Linked DNA regions of Mus musculus: region 1 is linked to region 2. Evidence: chromatin contacts called from public promoter capture Hi-C data. All regions are on one chromosome and are shown on one strand. The core of a region is the stretch at or near the end of the contact, and the rest is flanking DNA. Distances in the headings are between cores, read along the strand shown.

Evidence for each region. Promoter capture Hi-C pulls out the DNA fragments that hold promoters and counts their contacts.
Region 1: a contact with region 2 is called in a promoter capture Hi-C map of pre-B cells, with 2.3 times the contacts expected there. A contact is called at or near these places in 4 of 39 promoter capture datasets (the 3T3-L1 cell line, the C10 cell line and pre-B cells) and 2 of 9 other capture datasets (adipose tissue and pancreatic islet).

Annotation. Positions count from the first base shown.
Region 1 is chr19:8,768,374-8,772,357 of GRCm38.p6, reverse strand. Tmem223 (transmembrane protein 223) reads right to left here and starts at 1,362. Exons shown (of 2, transcript NM_025791.1): 1 at 1,043-1,362; 2 at 1-310. The coding sequence starts at 1,349. The coding sequence ends at 18. It overlaps Nxf1 (nuclear RNA export factor 1), which reads right to left. Exons shown (of 21, transcript NM_016813.2): 18 at 3,697-3,769; 19 at 3,175-3,357; 20 at 2,038-2,098; 21 at 1,448-1,784. The coding sequence ends at 1,746.
Region 2 is chr19:8,567,325-8,571,390 of GRCm38.p6, reverse strand. No RefSeq gene overlaps it. Among named protein-coding and RNA genes, the nearest start is that of Slc22a8, 24 kb to the left of the region's middle.

The sequences.
Region 1 (3,984 bases), core at 113-2,612, 200 kb before region 2:
GAAGGGTAAGCCATTTTTCACAGGCTCCGGTAGGCACCCACAGTGTTATCAAAGAGTTGAGTGTTGGGAAAGTGTCCAGCTTTGTCCAAAAGGAAGTAGAAGCGCCGGCCTTTGACTTTCAGAGGCAGCATAGCAGGAACTTCACCTCTGTGAGCCATGCAGGAAATCTGGTTCAAGGGAACTGTGAAACAGGTACCCAAGCCAAAGGGGGCATAGGTGGTCAATGTCACCTGCTGCCCTCCTGCAAGGAGCATGACAGACCGCACAGATCGGAGTGAGTAGAGGAGACCAGCACCAAGGACCAAGACTCCTGCAGGGAGGCAAAGTGGGGTAAAAGGTTATACAGACACCCCCACCCCCACCCCTTAGAGTCAAATTACTGTAATGGAAGTAACAGTTTTGAGCAATTACACTCTAAAACTCTAAAAGGTTCCTAAATCCTTTTTTTTTTTTTTTTTTTTAAGAAAGGTAGCTAGGCAGTGGTGGTGCACGCAATCACTAGGGAGGCAGAAACAGTTGAATCTCTGACCCAGCCTGGTCTACAGAGTGAGTTCCAGGGCAGCCAGAGCTGAGAAACCGTGTCTTGAAAAAACAGACAGGGTCTATTATTCCATGCTGGCTGCAAGCTTGCTATATGTTCAATAACTTTTAATTTGTGATCTTCTGTCCAAATCCAGATTACATCTGGATGCCATCATATATGTTAGGCAGTGTTGGGTTCTAAACCCTAGACCTCATGCATACTAGGCAAGCAGTCTTAGAAACCAAACTGAGCCACGTCCCCCACCCCATCGACATTTTTATAGATAGCCAGCTCTATTGTTAAACGGAGAAAATGCATTTGTGGCTTCAAAAACCTGCTCGTGGCTAGTATGAGGGGCAGATCTTGGCCTACTGTATGCAGGGTGAGGGTGCAAGGCATTCAGGGACTTTATTACACCGCACCCATATCGTGTGTCCCACTTACTTTTTTGGAAGCCCCTTTTTGCTAAGTGAGCGTTGTGCTCACAGCCCCACAGCAATCTGGAGCCCAAGCGCTTACCCATCGTGCCGCAACCAACAGCCAGCCCGTAGCGCCAGAGTGCGGAGCGCAGGTCCTGGTAGCTCCGGTTCGGAGCCTCCGCAGGTACTCGGCTCAGAGGTCTGGACAAGGCTGCAACAGCCAGGGAGGTCCAGAAGATGCCCTGACCCGCACAAAACAGTCCAAGGATGGCAAAGAAGCGGCCCCGCTCGTGCCGGAAGAGCAGCACATCCCGTGGGACGCCATTTTGCAAATACCGGGGCACATTTTGGGACCGCAGCACAGACAAAAGGTGGCTGACATTCCGCAGCGGCACAGACGCCACCATGGCGGCGCACTTCCGTCTCCGGGGCGGGACTTCCTATCACGGCGAACTTGCCCACCCCTCCTGCATTGAGGGAAACAAGCCAGTAATGGGACACAAACTACAATATCACTCTTTATCTTAAAAAGTAAAGGGAATCCTGGGGTTAAGTACACAGAGCACCTAAGTCCTTCGGGTAGTTTAGTGTCAGCTCTACAAAGTAAGCTTTGGCTTCCTGGCACCATGAGGCTCAATCTTCCGGAAGTCTTCTCTAAGTCTTCCAGAAGGTAGGTGAGGAGGATGAAGCAGCCCTTCCTCCTCAGTCACAGTTACAGGGTGGCCTCGGGCTGGACAGGAGACGGCAGATGACAGCCAGACAATATTATCCAGGGGCTATTTACAAGGGGACTTTTCTTGTGATCATTTCATAAACGCTACTTCTGGAATCTCTCCCTTGGCCTGCAGAAAGATAAAATGTAAGTAGAACCAGGCACCTCTCTCCCACCTTCCCTGCCCAGCTACTGTAGACTCCCTGGCTGTCCTGGCATTCTCTATGTAGACCAGGCTAGCCTCAAACTCAGAGATCTGGCTCCCTCCTTCCTCCCAAATGCTGGATTAAAAGGCAAGTATCACCACACCCAGCCTTCATCTGACCCTTGTTAAAGGCTCAAGAGATCCATTTTTAGCAATAAAAAAAATTCCCATACTTTACCTTGAGAAGAGTGAAGGCCTGAGCAGATCTGGTGTAGTCCCAGTTATTGTCTTGAAGGCACCTAGAGTATGATTAAAATAGGAAGCCACATAAGAACCAAAATGCAGTCAGTCACCAAAATCCAACCTATAGAAAAAGTCACCAATGTTTTTCATTAAGTTTACACAGGGTCACACCACTTGTACAAATGAAACATAAAATGTTTACCAAAAACAACCAACGTGTAGTTTTACACTGGTAGGGAAGGATTTACACGGTTTAAAAACTATGTTCCAGCTGGGCAAGGCTTTTAATCCTATCACTCTGGAGAAGCTGAAGCAGGGAGGTATCTGTTTGAGGTAAACCTGGACTACAAAGTGACTTCCAAGCAGCGAAGGCACAAGTGAGACCCTGACTCAAATATAGAACCATATATAAAAAGACTTTGGTACTAGGTATGCACCTATAGTTCTAGCTCCCTTGGAATGCTCAGGCTCACTGGAATCTAGGACTTGGTAAGGAGTTGAGCCGGGTGTGGTGGCACATGCCTTTAATCCCAGCACTCGGGAGGCAGAGGCAGGGGGATTTCTGAGTTCGAGGCCAGCCTGGTCTACAGAGTGAGTTCCAGGACAGCCAGAGCTATACAGAGAAACCCTGTCTCGAAAAAACAAAAAACAAAACAAACAAAAGCCAAAGATGGCGTGGTGGCACACACCTTTAATCCCGGCAGGCGGATCTCTGAGTTCGAGGCCAGCCTGGTTTACAAAGTGAGTTCCAGGACAGCCAGGGAAAACAGAGAAACTGTCTCAAAAAAAACCCAACCAACCAACAACAAAACTTGGCAGCCAGGTCTGCTGGCTCATGCCTTTAATGCCTTCAAGGCCAGACAAGAGTACATAGTAAGACCGTGTTTGAAAAGGGCTCAGTGGCAGCGACTGTGCAGCATATGTGAAGTCTAGGTCTAATCTGTAATTCCAATTGGGGAAGAGGGGAGCCACAGGTAGCTAGGAAGGGGACAGAAAACCAAATCTTCATTTGTGCTTTAAATATTTAAAAATAACCTATGCAGAATTCTTAGTAGGAATCTTTTTATCAAAGCACTATATAATTCACTGTCAGGCCATCCCCTTGTTCCTCCTATCTATGATCAGCACTCACTTCTGAGACCACTCAAGGTTCATGCCAGACTGGGTAGAAAATGCTTGCAACATTTCCTGCTGTTCTGGGGAAAGCGTGGGTACTGGACTGGAGGAAGGTGTGGGTGCAGACATGGCGAAGGCTCTTTGGATTTCTTCAGGGCTGGCATTCCGCACAAATAATTCATCATTTACAATACATAGCCTTGGAGACAAAAAAAAAAAAATCTTAAATAAATGGACAAATAACCTCACCTTTCTACACTGTCTCTGTTTGCAGATCTGTTTAATATCCACATGCCCCTCTCAAGTTACCTTTTCTCATTTATCCTTGACTATAGACGAGGCGTTTAGGATTATCTTACAAACACACTAGAATTATATACTCACTCTCTAACATACTGATAGTTGTTAGTTACTTAATACACTTCTATTGCTTTTCTGCAATTTCCAAAACTACCTGAGGAATATCTTTACCTTCCAACTATCATATTGCTTTCCTGGCACTGAAAATAGTACCCAAACTGATAAGTTGAGTACGTACCCTGAATTGCTGGCAGGAACAGCAATGAACGTTCTTGTGAAAGCACGTAAAGAATCTCGAGACTTCCCATCCACTGCAATGAGAATGAGCAATGGCTCCTTATAGTCACTCAAGCTCCATCTTCACAATCATCATTTACATCATGGTATTTGATACAAAGAACCCTAACTTGGCCAGTTGGTTACTTGGTCATAAGGGAACAGAGGTAGGAGAAAGGGACATATCAGGGCAGGGGGGATGGTAACAGAACTTGCTGTGTGCTCTAGGAAGTGAAACAACTTAGAAAGT
Region 2 (4,066 bases), core at 446-2,945:
ATGGGGAGATATGCTGAATGGGGGTCTATGCAAATGTCACTCTAAAGGTTGCACACCCATTTGATATCTGAGGATGTCATGGGGCAACATGCACATGGAGACTGATACACGCATGCATGCGTGCACACACACACACACACACACACACACACACATGCACACACGCACACACACAGCACTTATATCTACATCACTCCCACCCTTCCTCTCCTCCTCCAATTCCTTCCTGTCTGGCTTCTCCTTCACGATCTTTAATGCAATGGTGAGCACTCCAGAGCCTGAACACTGCTAATGTCCATGTCTTAAGCCTAAGTGGTGACTAGATGGGGTATTCATTATACCATTCTTTCAATTTTCCTGTATTTTTGAAAACTTTAAGAAAAAGCTGAGTGAAAACAGAAACCACTCTTGACCAATATCTAAATATTTGTTTCTCCTCCAGCATGTTCCAGCCAGCTTGACAAAGGCCTAGCTTAATCGGGGACAGATTTCCAGGGAGCAGTGGTGCTATGGTTGGTGTGGTTCCTCCCGAGTTCACCTTTGTCCTCTCATGCTCCTGGTCCTCCAGGAAAGGGGAGGGGAAGGCTGTGTGGGGGCAGTCCCAAACCAACTTAAGGAGAGAAAACAGTTTAGTTGTCTCTGTTGAGAAGAAGCCAAAAGCTTTCCCCAGCTCCCTCTTAGAGTAGAGTCTGGTATTTCAGAGACTCACCTGCCTCTTGCTAATGGTTGTAAATCCTTTCAGAAGCAAACTAAGTCCTTCTTCCAGTTTTCCTCCCCTAAAGTGTTTTCACAAGACCTCCTGAAGCATCTCTTTGAAATTTAACCAGCAAGGACTTCAGTGCCCTATGACCCAGTTTCTGCCAGTGTCCTAGCCTAACCTCAGTTGGGCCTTGCTCCAGATTACCTTCCTACCTACTTTTGGTCTTATTCACAGGGAAAAGGGGGTTTTCATCTGAATAAGGGCATTAAACATAGGTGGCCAGTACAATTACCAGACTTGGATAGACTTTCTGTGAAGTCAGGGTTTTCTTTGTTATCTGTCCATCTGTCCATCATCCACCCATCCACCCTTCCATCTACAGTGTTTCGAATGGGGGCACTTTCTGCTTGGCTACAATAAATGGGGAGAGTTTTTTTCTCTTTGCAGTCTCTTGGTAGCTTGCTGAATGTTACATTCTGCTTTAGTAGTTATTTGGGATTTCCCTTCCTTCCACTTTTGCAGGAGGCTTTCTGGGTTGCCAGGAGATTGCCCCTTTAACTTGTATTTCCCCGGTAAGTGGTGTGTGCACCTTCCAGAGATGCATATTTTTGTGTCATCTTTTCTGTAGAAAGAAATGGCATGACGTTTCCTTCAAGACCCGCTAAGGTCCCATGGGCCCCTGTGTCTAATGTGGTCTCCAGGGAAGGGCCGGCCACCCTTCGACCAGCAGGTCAGCCTTCCTCAGAAAGAGATGGGAGGTGTTCCCTCTGGGACAAAAGTTGAGGCGAGGAATTAACAGACTGAGGTTGACTCTCTGGGTAGTTCAGGAGAAGCAAGTAGTTCAAGAGGCTGCATAGCCAGCCAGCCTCACTCCCCTCGTCCCCGCTTCTGCCCAATCTCTGTATCGGTGTGTAGGGTTCAGGGGAGCGCGAGAGAGGACAGCTTCTTGCATTGTACTGGACGCTGAGGAGGGCCAGAGCGCAAATTTTGTGCCCAGCAGCGGCTAGGTGCCCCCCACCTTCACCCCCGCAGCCCCGCCAGACTAGCTCGACAGTGACATCGTGTGGAAGTATGGAATTGTGGCTTCTCTAACTGATTAAATGAACCGAAGGGGTCGCAGCCCTGGGATAGCTGCACCTGGGAAGAAAGTCAGGTGACAACAAATACAGGGAGCTTGATCAGCAGAGTGGAAAAGCTATATGTGTGGGACAAGACTCCTTTGTAAATAGTATTTCCTGAATGTCTGTTACAGTATTACCGATACTGCTAAGGACCCTTCCTTTCAGATGAAGGGCTGTGGTTAGGTTGGGTATGTGAGGGGTGTTGGTTCTTCTGGATATTGCAGGGAGAATCAGTATTTTTTTTTTTTTTTTCTTCCTATTCTTGTTTCGCGTGTTTCTCCTCCCTCTCCCTCTCCCTCTCCCTCTCCCCTCTTTTCCCCTCCTCCTCTCTCCTTCTCCCCTCTCTCCCTTTCCCTATCTCCCTCTCCTTCTCCCTCTTTCTCCCCTTCCCTCCCCTTTCTTTTTTCCTCTCTCCGTATTTTAACTTTCACTACGTAACTCATGCTGTTCTTAAACTGGTGATCCTTTTACCCGGCCTCTCCAGTCCTTGGGGATTATAGACACACAAAAATATTTTTTTTTGTTTTTTTTCTTTTCTTTTCTTTTCTTTTTTTTTTTTTTGTTTGGTTTTTCAAGACAGGGTGGTTTTTCTCTGTGTAGTCCTGGCTGTCCTGGAACTCACTTTGTAGACCAGGCTGGCCTCGAACTCAGAAATCTGCCTGCCTCTGCCTCCCAAGTGCTGGGATTAAAGGTGTGGGTCACCACTGCCTGGCACACACAAAAATTTTTTTTTGTTTTTTTGTTTGTTTGTTTTGTTTTGTTTTGTTTTGTTTTTTTTTGACACAGGGTCTGGCTCACCTGAAACCTGCTATGAGGATTAGGTTGGCCTCACACACATAGAGATCTGCCCACTTCTGCCTCTCTCTCTCCTGTGTAGGCTTGGCTGTCTTGGAAGTTGCTTTCTAGACCAGGCTGGCCTTGAACTTATAGAGATCCGTCTGCCTCTGCCTCTCAAGTGCTGAGACTAAAGGCATGTGCCACTACTGTCTGGCAGTGAGATGTTTTAAAATTATTGAGAATGACCATGGTATGAACTCCATGACAGCTGTGCTTATTATTAAATTATTAAATGTTATATTAAATTTAATATTAAATTAATTAGTATTATTAAATTATTAACGTATGTGCCAGCACATTTCTGTAACACCCCGGAAAGATGTAGCAATGACTTTTTCTGGAAATCTTGTTGGACATTCCATGGGTTTGAGTCCAGAAGGTTCCACTGATCTGAGCATTTACCTCAGGCAGTGAATGGAGACTGGGGGCCAGCTGGTCACATTTAGGTCTGTGTTCTTGGAGGCCTGAGGATGACCCAGCCCCTGGCTAAACTTGTTTTATGATAATTTTTAAATCTTCATTAGGCAGTAATCAGTTTTAAGTTCCAATATGTTAAGCAGAGCATTATTTTTGGCCTGTATGGAGAGACTAAGACAACAATTGTCACTGCCCTGTATATAGTAAGAGGACATTGTTGCACGGCAAAACAAAACACAACACAATTACTTTCCTTGGCACTGGAAATGGATCCCACCTGGCTCCTGTTTATCACCCAGCCTTCATGTTCTGATATATATCTTTATTTCAGAAGTTAGTACTGAATACTGGCTTCCTTATGGCACTCTCTCTCTCTCTCTCACACACACACACACTGTTTTACTTTGTTTTTATTTGTCTCCCTTCAGCTTTGCTCTACTCTGTGTTTTGATATATTTATTTGTTACTGTCTGCCATTCCCTGCACTCTCCTCCCCCCTCCCCCATTAGATTATAACGATTCTTTTTTGAGGGCGAAGACTTTGCCTGGATCTCAATGTCAGCTAGATCCCTGGCCGGTGCTCTGTGGGTAGTCAGGTGGTTTGCAATCTAGGGCTGGGCAGGTAGCGCCGTGGGCGGGTACCGTGCATGAGGCTTTGGGTTTGATCTGAGCTCCACATGACCTGGCTGACTCCTGTGATTCCAGCTCTTGCAGGTGCTCGAGGAGTAGCAAGAGTTCAGGGCCAGCCTTATTTACAGCAAATTGGAACTTCCCTTAGCCTTTGTGAAACTGTTACAACCAACAACCATGTTTACAATACATGTAATGATGTATGCCAACACTTAGACAAGGAAACTCGGTTGTTCAGTACTCTGTTCTTATTGACTTTCAGGTTTTTTTTTTTTTTTCCCACCAAGGAAATGTTGCCAGGAGGAAAGACTGAGATTTCGCCTCTTCCTATTGTTCTTGTCTCATGCTGACCCCTGGTGGC